2 separate regions of the Rattus norvegicus genome follow, and region 2 is linked to region 1. A link is a contact called in public Hi-C data. All regions are on one chromosome and are shown on one strand. The core of a region is the stretch at or near the end of the contact, and the rest is flanking DNA. Distances in the headings are between cores, read along the strand shown. Region 1 has its middle 56 kb from the start of Pabpc6. Region 2 overlaps LOC120097713 (a long non-coding RNA gene).

Region 1 (5,616 bases), core at 952-3,451:
ATTCCAAGGAGAGTGTTCCCTGCTCAGAAGAGCTGAGCTCACCAGGGCAGGGTCTCTCACAGCCCAGCTTCCTCAGAACCTGCTGAGTCGGTTGGAAATATTTTTTTCTTTCCATTCTTTAAATCATGTCACCAAGTACCCAGCCTCGAAAGTTGACATTGCCATGTTTCAGAGGGCTCTACCCACTCTTGGCAGGAAGCCTGGGATTTCACAATAAGCAACTTTATTATCCAGTATGGACTCTTGAATTGATCCAGTGCCTCTATTGGGACAGAAAAGTCCTTTCCTTTTTATGCGTTGAACAATTCACGCACCACTGTCTTATTTAGTCCTCGTGCAGAAAGCTGTACCTTGTGTTTAGTTGCCATGTTGACTGATTGGGGGGCGGGAGGGGTCAAAAATGGAGTGTTAAAATTGTGTCTGTATGTTGGATCTCCAACTCTCCCTTCTGGAACAGGATGGGGCCCAGTGGGTAAGCTTTTGATCCTGGGATTTGACATCAGAGCTACCCCTTTGTATACAGGCTTGGAACAGATGCATTTCAAATTACTGTGTGCATGAGTGTATTCATGTGTGTGCCCATCTACATGTGTGTAAGAGCATGTGGACGCCAGAGGCTGACATCAGGAATCTTCCTCAATTGCTCCCCATTTTGAATTTTGAGACAAGTGCTCTCTCTGTGTGTGTCTGTCTGTCTGTCTCTCTCTCTTTGTCTCTCTGTCTCTGTCTCTCTCTGTCTCTATCTCTGCCTCTCTCTCTCTCTCTCTCTCTCTCTCTCTCTCTCTCTCTCTCTCTCTCTCTCTGTCTCTGATTCAGTTAGACAAACTGGCCAGCAAGCCTCAGAAATCCTCCTGTCTGTCTGATCATAGGTGTGAATAGTTTCAATGTCCTAACCAATGTAATTAGGATTATAATGTTTCCCTTAATGGGTTCTATATAGAAGAATAGAGAGGGTACAATTAAATCAGTGAGTATTGTCCTCAAATGATAATCCCCCAATACATGGTCAAACTTATTAAACTTCTTTATTTTCAAATATGGCTTGTAAGCCAAGTTTGTGTGTGCATGTATGTACATGTTTGTGTCAGTCATTCTGTCTGTGCCTATATGTGTGTATGTCTGTGTTTATGTGTGTAAATGTTTGTGTGTGTGTGTGCCTGTATATGCATCTGTCTGTGCTTGTGTATATCTATCAATCTATGCCTACATGTGCGTTTATGTATCTGTGCATGTGTCTAACCATATGCATGTGTGTATGCATGTGTGTATGCATCTGTGCATGTGTCTATGTATGTGTCTGTGCACAGGTCCACTTTAAGAAGGTGTCTTTGTATCTGAGAGATTATAATTACCTTTTATAATTATATTATAATGAGGAGGTGCGATAATTTAAAAGCCAAAAGCACAAATAAAAGTGACTCTTCCAACATTATAAAGAATGTTTTCTTTACAAGTTTTCAATAAGGAAGTGAGGACATGCTGTGAGTTCTATGAAACCCTAGTAAGGTCCTCTGGGGTGGACCGTGGCAGCTCCATCCTGCCTTTCTCCAGAGCTGCCTTTTCTTGAACTGTTCACTTTCTCTGACTTGCAAAAGTTTGGAGGCCATGGAGAGGGGGCACTGTCCTGAAAGAAAGCTGGGCATCTGGTGTCAGATGATGTGGGCAGCTGAGAAAATTACCTTCAGGAAATCTGTCTGGGTGACATGCATGCAACACATAAGAAGTCTGAGTGAAGACGCTGGTGTCCTGCTTGCAAACGGACTGGGCTGTTTAATCACTGTAAATACAGTTACAAAGAACATCTTCAGTGCCTGCACAAGCCACTCATGGAGCCCTTGTGCTCTTTCTCATGTTCTTCCTTGATGGCTCAGAGCCTCAGGACCTCTGGGGGCATCCTGAGAGGCACTGCTTCTCCTCCCCCTAACCCTTCAATGTTTCTGCTAAAAATCCCTCTATTTAAAGGTAAGATAATGAGCCTTTGTTCACTTGGCTTGGATCAAAGACAATCTCTGAGCAGAAACAAAGGCAGCCTTAGGCTGGGAGCAGTCAGCTTCTTATTGCCTGCAAAGAAAGAAACCGTTTTTGTGGCTTTCTTTTTTCTTTCCTTCCTTTTTAATGCCTTTTGCAGCACTGGTAATTCTCATGCCCTGGAAACCCCATCCATGGAGCTCAAAAGTGTTTCTAAAAGACAAACATCCCTATTATGAGGAGAACAGAAGTTGGCTGCCATCTACAAACTGGTGGGCAATTTGGCACCAGTGGCCATCCTGTCCTGTGAGGGGAAGGAGTACAGACCCTTTGTCCCCATTCCTGGCGCCAGCTTCTGTCCCTGACCTCCATCATGCTGTTCTTCTCTACTCTACTCGGCCTTCCCAGCTATGCTGTCTGGCTGCTGGGCAAGCAGCTTACCTTCCTGCTCTCTAGACTGCCGGATGTGTGCGTGGCTGAGCTGCCTCTGGGTCTTCTAAAACCCTGGGCAGAGAGAATGGGCAGATGCCTGATGGGGTTGTTCATAACTGGAATGTGGGTGGGGATGATGCCCTTGGAAAGACTAAGCTAAGGTCTGCTCTAGGAAGCCAGCAGTGGGGAGGCTGAGTACACCCAGGTTAACCTCCTGCAAAGTCACCCCATTGCAAGTTTGTAAAGGTCTCAGAAGCTACCAGTTCCCTGAAATTACACAAAGGTAAACTGGGGGTCCAACTAAACTCCCACTGCTACTGGAGTCTTCTTTAGCACTACAGGCCATTTATGAACTTCCCTTCCTTGCCCACGAGAAGTCTGAACACCCAGAGTCCTGATGGATGAATTTAGGAAAACGCTCATAGATCAGGCTGGAACTCTGTAGGAGGAATGGCTTGAAATGTGTTTTTCTGAGTGGATTCTCGTCTCCTGAGTCACGAGAAGGAGTTTAAGAGTGTCCTTAGCACTCTTAGAAAAGAACAGACACTATTCCATCCCAGACACTGCGCAGAGAATCACTGCCCAGTACAGCCCAACAATGGACATGAAGCCCTTTCAAAGCCCCCTCTTCCCTTTGCCCTTCCTTAATGACAGACCTGGACGACAGCTATAGATCCACTATGTCCTGCCTTGCTCTATGCATGGTCATCCTGGAAAGACCAGCTTCCGTCCTGTGCTCTGCCCAAGCCCTTACAGCCTGCCCCTCCCCTAACCCTGGATAGCCCTTCTACCACAAGCGAGGCTTCCTCCCAGCCTAGTTCTTATCCCATTTGCCGTGGGCATGGAGGGAGCAACGCAGCTCACACTGGTCCCTACATATGTCTATAAGGTAAATGCAGTAGGATGCTCTACATCCTCCTCAGTGTTTTAAACGTCATGGAGAAAAGTTCAACCCTGTCCCTCCCTCCCTGGTGTCCATTACATGAGTCACACAAAGTCAGTGATAAGTAAGACTTCTGCCAGTGCAGGCCACTGAGATAAATATTAAAAGGGAAATTATAATTATAGGTAAAATTTAAATAGTGTCAGGGTCTCTGAGACTGAAACCTGGTGAGAGATCAACCAGGTTTCTGGCTTTTACTACACAGGCTCTGTGTGTTCTAGCTCCCGTCTTCCCTGTTATCTAAACCAGAAGACTATGGATAAGATTTAACCGAAGAATGTCTCTTTCTCCTCTTTGCGGCTCACAAAGACATAAATACGCATCTGCTGAACAGCAGCAGGAACCAACTGCCTGAGACCACAGCAGGAAGCTCATCCAACTGAGGGTCAGCCAGGAGCTCCTCCCATGCTGACAGCTGTCATCGCAGAGTGGCCGTGTGCCCTACCACACCCCGATGGACGATGGACCAATGCCATTTTGGCTTTCTCAATTTTGACCTGATCCCTAGATTCATAGAGTTACAACTAACACTAGCTCCCAAGCCACAAGTATCTGAACTTTCTGAGGCTGTACCAAGTGCCCACAAGCTTCAACTGCCGTGCCATTCCTTCTCAGAACAAAAAAAAAAAAAAAAAAAAGGCTTTGCTCTCCACTCCCTCAGGAGAAATCAAACTTAATAAAGAAAGACAGACACACAAAGTGATTCAAGTGATTAGGTGAAAGAGCAGCCTAGAAACAGACTTCATACAGGCACCTGGCTTAAAACAAGGCACTCTATGATACAGGATGCGGAATCCCTACCTCTTCAGCATGGTGCTGGGTTGATGGGGCGCCCTCATGGGAAACCAATGTGTTTGAATCCTGTACAAGGAGATCAATCTGTGGCAGATCTCAGATCTAACTGGGTAAAGCAAACGATAAAACTTACAGAGGAACATATAGGGAGGGTTCTCATATTCTTGAAGTAGGATAGAAATGTAAAAGATACATAAACATTCAATAATGAGAAAAGAAAAATAAATGAATTGAGTCATCGTTCTATTTAAAATTAAGAAGGCTCTTCTGGTCAAAGGAGGCCACTTAGATGGTAACAAGACAAGTCCTGGCTTAGTGTTTGGAGCCCTGATTCATAATACACATTTGAAATGAGGCGTGTATCCATACTATGTAAGTAACTCCTAGAAATCAATTTTTTAAAAGCACACACAATCCTGTTTTGTAAAAATGTAGTCAACAGACACTTCTGAAAATAAAACATACAACAAACAAATACTCGATGAAAAAGTGCTTAACTGAAGTCAAAATTTAAATACTACTTAAAAGCCATAGTCTGACACCACTGTATACCTATCAGAGTTGGTGAGGAAGTAGAGTAGAGGGACGGGAATTCTGCACATAGCCAGTTAGACAGTCATACCTTGCATCATGCTCTCCCCGACAACCCTGCAGTTACACTTCCACTCCTTGAGTGCAGAGGCTCACAGCCTCACTCTTTTCATCCCACAAGATAAGCCACCCGGCAGCAGCCATACAGTGGGGTCGAAACTGTGGAGTGAACGTCTATAACAAGAGGCACAGTATAGAAATAAAAACAAGCACTAAGCTGTGGAAGGAATCCACACTAAAGCGCGCACAGAGTCACACCAGACACACTAAATCAAGGGAAGGAAGCGATGTTGACAGAAAGGAGCAGAAGCCTCAGCAGTCCGTGGGCAAATGGCAGACGCTGCACTGTGGCCTGAGAAACCTGCTCAGGACAGTTTGTTGGCAACTTGGTCATACAGACTAGTTACGTTTTAGGATGTCTCCAGTCTGCGCAATGTGTGCACACATGCTCTCGTGCTTTGAATGAGAAATGTCCCCCACAGGTTCAAGTATTTGAACACTTGATCCCCAATCGGTGGAACTCCACCTTTAAGGGGTGGAGCATTGCTGGAGAAATAACCTCTCTAGGGGTGGGCTTTCAGAGTTTATAGCCCCGCCCCATTTCCAGTGTCTCCTTGCCCCACCCCCACCCTGTACTCCTTACTCCCCACTTCGCTTTATCTTTGCAGTTGAAGGCGTAATATGTCAGCTCCCTCAGCTTCCTGCTCCAGCTGCTTGCTGCATGAGGACCCCACTATGATAGACTCCCCACTCTAGAACTATACGCTAAAATAAACTTTGTCTTCCATAAGTCAGGTTGGTTGCATTTTTTATTACAGCAACATAAAGTAACTATAAACAGATGTTTTTAGCAGTGAGATGAGCCCATTAGGAAACACAGTAAAGTG
Region 2 (5,844 bases), core at 2,806-5,305, 140 kb before region 1:
TTCCTCATCTGTGTCTGGTGTTTTTCTTTATGCCTTTGCACAGATGTTGAGTGTTCTTGGGCAAGAAGTCTTTGGGACTTAGGATTGCTTAGGAATTTGTAATATTTGCATGTGCAAAACAAAACATGCCATCACTATCAAAACTGGGAGTTTATGTGTGTTTCATATGCTTAGCGTACCTGCAGTCCAGCCAGAGATACACATCACCCAAGTTTGTATACTCCAGTACGCCAAGGGTGATGGCCTTGAGCATAAGAGTGGAACTGCCGAGCTGCGGTACAGTGTAGAACTCAATTATCAAGTTTGTAGCTCTCGTGCGAGAGAGAGAGAGAGAGAGAGAGAGAGAGAGAGAGAGAGAGAGAGAGAGAGAGAAGGAGAGGGGGACTTGAGAGAGAGACAGACAGAGAAACAGAAGCAAACAGAGAAAAGGTGTTCATATGCATTTGTGTAGATGTCAGAAATCGGGGTCAGGTATATTGCTTAGCTGCGTTCCACTTTGTTTTTTGAGACAGGTTCTCTCACTGAACCAGGAGTTCATTAATTTGACCAGACAGGATGACGAATGAGTTACAAGGATTCTGCTGCCTCTGCCCTCTCTCTGGCTACAGGCATAAGCCACTACAATTGACTTTTATATGGGTTCTCAAGATCCAAACTCAGATCTCCATGCTTATGGGATGAGAAATTTACTATGTCCTCCCTTACCCACCTCAGCCCTGAATTTCCAAACAATGGACAAGCAGCCTGTGCTTGCAGAGTACAACATAATATTCCCCATTTTTTTAAATTCTAAAACTTTCTCTTTATATACATGTTTTGTTTTTCTCTTTTAACAACAGAAATGCTGGAGCCAGTAGCCTTATGCTTCAACCTTATGCTATCTGTTCTCTTTCAGCAGGAATCTTCTCAGGGAAATGTATGGTACCATCATGCACCTGGTGATCAAATACACTAAACAATATTTATTTGCATTATGTGTAAAATTTGTTTGTGTGTGTGCGCACACGTGCATGTGCATGTATGTGTATGTATGTGTATGCATGTGTGCATGTGTACTTATGAGTGTGTGTATGTGACTATGAGTGTGTGTGCTCATGGAGGCCAGGAGAGGGTGCCGGATCACCTGAAGCTGGAGTTGTAGTTGTAAGCCTGCTGATTTAGATGCTTGGAACGTAATTCTGGTCATCAGTAAAACTAGTACTCTTAACTACTAAGCCATTTCTCCTGTCCCAAATGTTTTACTTTTGAAAACAATAAAAAAATAGTTTAAAGTAAATAAAAAATAAAAGAGAACTTTAGTGGTTAACAATTAAATCAATGGTTTGGATTTTTATCTTAAAAAAGCAATTGGTAGTCTTTAATTGTTATGCAATGTCACAATGGAGGTATTATATGCATGCACACATCACACACACACATGCACAAATGTGTACACACTCATACACAAAGTTAGTGAAAGACATGTGCTATGTAGTGAAGTCAAAGGTGCCTGGCTGAGCTTCAAATTTGGAGACACACTGGGGAAGTATAGCCTGTACCAGGATATGTAGAACATTCCAGAAAACAGAACCAGCAAATTGAGGCACAGTTCCATACTGCCCACCTTCATGAACATGAAAAACTCTTTGCATAAATCTTCACTCAGGCAAATCTAGGATAATTTATTTTGGTGCAGAAAATAATTATATATGTGCCATATAAGAGATGGGGCTTACTAAAAGAGACTTGAATATATATTTTAACTATAAGGGTTAAGACAATGATTCTCAACCTGTCGGTCACAACCCCTTCAGAGAACTGAACAACCCTTTCACAGGGATTTCCTAAGAGCATCACAAATCACAGATGTTTACATTACAATTCATAACAGCAGCAAAATTTCAGTTAGGAAGTAGCAATGAAAATAATAATGTTATGGCTGAGGGTCACCACAACACAACGAACTCTGTTAAAGGGTCGGAGTGTCAGAAGGTTGAAAACCACTGGGTTGAGTAAAGAGGGGTACTTGGGGGGAAGTAAGACATTGGAGGATCACCAGGACAGGCTTTCAAGGGAGTACAGCACTGTGTGTCTTCTGTACCTTATTTTAATGACTCTCAATTGACATCTCAAAATCACTGAAAAAAATCCTTGTCTCCCTCTTTGATAAGTGTGATCAGAGGATCACTTCAGGAGTGTCCTAGGTGGGATTAAAATCTGATAAGGTAAAACCAGGAGCCCTTTGAGTTGTACAAGGGATTTAGGACATATCCTTTCCCAGTAAATGGGGCCTCTGAAGAGATTCATAGAGAATATAGATTCATTGGTGAGAATGAAGAAAGGCCTTAAGCAAATGTTGCTGGTTTTATTGGAATTCTTGATCCTTAGCTGACTTCAATCAAGCTCCTAAGTGAGGGTTTCCTTTTTCTTCCTATGTTCCCCACAATTTTCTCTAGCTTTCTGTTCTACCTCAATGTATTCAAGAGAGAAAAGAGGAGTTGAGTGTGCGATGGCCCTTATAGATCACTATTTCCACCCATGAGTAGACCTCATAAGATTACACAGACAATGTAATAACTTTAGGAGAATCTGGCCCACTTCCTAGTACTACAGATGACTGTAGCTCATCACAGGCAACCAGAGCTCCTGCCAGGTCTGTGCATATAGGATCTCAGCAGGGGTCCTAGCTTGAGCAGGCTTCTTGCTCTTTCTTGGCAGGCAACGCTGATATGGACACCAATCCCACATTGCTAAGAACATAGATTATCCTGGTAGTTCAATCACAATGACAGTGAGTGAAGCATCTCATCCTGTTAGATATTCTCCATTTTCCACAGGACTTCTTTGAATGGACATCAGGAGTATATCATGCCTGTTCCTTAATTAGGAAGCCAGAAGAGACAAAGAAATTAATACAAAATTTTCTCTGCCTCATAGTTTGTTTTACTTTGGTAACTTGAGTTTATCCCCAAAATATATCCCTTCAGGGACTAGAGAGATAGCTCAGTGGTTAATAACACTTGTTGCTTGTGTGATATATGTTATGGTCTCAGGTACACACACATGTGTTGAAAATTAAATAGATTAATGTTTAAAGAACACTACAATATATGAAATTAAAAACACATTTAAAAATATTTTTTAAATGTCTCTTCACTTCCATGCCATGAAGGCTTCGTGTGTGTGTGTGTGTGTGTGTGTGTGTGTGTGTGTGTGTGTATACATTCATGTATGTGTGTGTGTGTATACATTCATGTATGTGTGTGTGTGTGTATACATTCATGTATGTGTGTGTGTGTGTGTGTATACATTCATGTATGTGTGTGTGTTTATGTGTATGAATGCCCGTGGATCTCTGTGTGAGTGTGCATGAGTTTGTTTGTGTGTGATTGTGTTCCTGCGTGTGAATGTATGTCTGTGGATCTGTGTGTGTGTGTGTGTGTGTGTGTGTGTGTGTGTGCGCGCGCGCGCGCGTTTAACCCTGCATGTGCATAGATTGCTAGAGCAGTCCATACTGGTGTTCTTCCTTTAACTCTTTCAGTATAAATGATGTTTCAAAAAGTACAACTCCTGAAACATGTCAACCTTCTGAATTAATCTTTCCCAACACACACACACACACACACACACACACACACACACACACACACACTTATATAGGCACAGAGATGAATAGAAACACCAACCTCTGTTTAATTTCATCTGTCACAAAGTTCTTGACACAAGATTAAATGTTGGTCATTAGATGAATTCTATTACTGATTACATTTTGGGCATTCTTGAGCTGTAATCAGATCTCCCAGGGTTTTATTTAATTCATTAAATGAAAGAATTAATATGGAACTCATATTGATAAGGGAAATGGATTCCCTAGGTAGTCCTGTCAATATCTAAGCAAAGAGAAAAATAAAGCACCAAAGGGCACTTCACTTTTGTCTGTTCACTGAAGTCAGACCAGCTCCGTGAAGAAATGAAATTATGGCAGTCCAGGCAGATAAAAATGGACCCATGAGACAGACATAGCAAAGCCCGGAGCTCTGGAGCCATCCAGAGGGCTAAGAGGGGAAGGGTGTAAGATCTAAGGAATCTACCCCAGGCTAAATGGAGAGACAGGACAGGCTCTGTCTGGAAAAAGCCACTCAAAGGGATTAGGGCTTCCAGGAAGCTTGCAGGGGGTTGGTGATATATTTACAGCTTGAGTCTCACTAGCAAACACCTCTGATGTCATTGAATGACCCCGAATTACAAGAAAATAATTAAACAATAGCACCAAGGCTGTCTTCCATTGCCTACTGAGGCATAAGATTAGGAAGAAACCCATGAGAAAGCTAAGTCTCTGGGCCTCTCAACTCCAGATAAACAGAATCCAAGTGTCCTGTAAAATGTTAATGAGTTCTAATCAGCAAAGAGGCACTGGCACCAAATAAATTTGCAAGTCCTGGGTGTGGGACACAATGAAACTCTTCAGTAAAGACTCTCACACACTATTTAGTGTGCTGCTCATGATAATTCCCCAACCCAGTGTTGCATTTCCCAAACCCATTTAACTTGGGAATATTTTTCTAATTCAGAGCCCCCATTAGCATTGGACATTTGTGTATGGGTGCCTCTCAATTTGGAAAACAGTGGGTAGGTCCATTTACATTTGAATGGATGCCTGTAGACAGCTCCCATTCTGTCTGTTTGGCACTAAAAGCCCCCAAGGAAGCTGACTCCTGACAGGATAGAGCATAGAAAGACCAGTATGCAGGCTCAGGCAGAAAATCTCCACATTGGCTAGCATGTTCCCAAATCATTAGAATGGACAGTGTTCTGGTCATTTATGCTCAGTGCTCAGATCTGCAAAGAGCCAAGTCAGCCTGTGGGAAGTCATTATGCTCACAGAGACAACTGAGAAGGGAACTGAGCATGGTGAAGGCAATAGGTGAGGGCCGCCCTGCAGGTGTCCATGTAGGTGTCCTCAAAGATATAGTTATGAAAACCCAGTTCAGATTGACCTCATGAACCTGGATCAATTTTCAGGGAGTCTAATGCCAGGCAGTTCATTGCTGGCATATTTAAAACACGGTATAATTTGGAAAAGGGTTTCTAAGCCACAATCAGTCCAGTTCCAGGTGTACAATAAAACTTAACGTATTACTACATAGCAACTCCTTTACAAAGTACATATCACTGTGAGTTCTATAGCTAAAAGAGCTAGTATCAACTGAGGTCTTTACTGAGACAGCACAGAGGTCACCAGGCAATAAAGTGCATGAGACATCTCCCTGAAGGGATAGGGGAATTTGGGTGAGGTCTGCCTCTACTGGTAGCAAAAAGGTCATTGGGTCATTAACAAAAATCACTCCCAGCTGTCTGGGCAGGAAACAGGTATTTTATTTCCTCCATTGAGAAAAGGTCCTGTGTGTTTAACATTCCTAGTTTCTCTAGTGATCTGTAGGCACAAGGACTTTTGTACCCCTGTCCCCGCCAGCGGGGACCCAGTTATTCAGGGTCCCGAAGAGGCTTTCTACCTGTGGGCCAAAATGGGGGTGAAGAGAAGAAGGAGACCAAGCAAAAGTTCTGTTGTCAAGGTCTCGTTTATTGGGGTGAATGTTACAGCTTTTAAGGCTTTCAGGTAGGGGGAGTGTCCTTTGTGAAACACAGAGGAGGGGGAGGTGCGGATACAGGTAGTGATAGCTGGAGGCAAAGAGGTCAGGCGGTAGACGATGAGGTCAGGCGGTGGAGACACTGGGTGTTGATTCAGGAGGTAACAGGTATCTGCTAAGGGAGCTGAGGCATCCCTTGAATGTTATCTTCCTGTGCCGTAAATTCATGGGAGAGGCTTTCATTCAACAATCTTAAGACTTAATGCAGTCATCTTAG

What was found. Hi-C and Micro-C count contacts between places; a contact is called where the count stands out from the background.
Region 2: a Hi-C map of Schwann cells shows a contact between it and region 1, with 3 times the contacts expected there. The contact joins two enhancer-like sites. A contact is called at or near these places in 1 of 12 Hi-C or Micro-C datasets (Schwann cells) and 1 of 1 datasets of contacts at active chromatin or transcription factors (oligodendrocytes).

The regions. Positions count from the first base shown.
Region 1 is chr1:53,533,971-53,539,586 of GRCr8, reverse strand. No RefSeq gene overlaps it. Among named protein-coding and RNA genes, the nearest start is that of Pabpc6, 56 kb to the left of the region's middle. Within about 2 kb of position 2,201, at least 38 of the 93 cell types and tissues checked have an H3K27ac peak or open chromatin away from gene starts, as enhancers often do. A contact at or near this core is called in Schwann cells, where this site is marked.
Region 2 is chr1:53,672,457-53,678,300 of GRCr8, reverse strand. All of the region lies in intron 3 of LOC120097713 (a long non-coding RNA gene), which reads right to left. Among named protein-coding and RNA genes, the nearest start is that of Pabpc6, 82 kb to the right of the region's middle. Within about 2 kb of position 4,055, at least 11 of the 93 cell types and tissues checked have an H3K27ac peak or open chromatin away from gene starts, as enhancers often do. A contact at or near this core is called in Schwann cells, where this site is marked.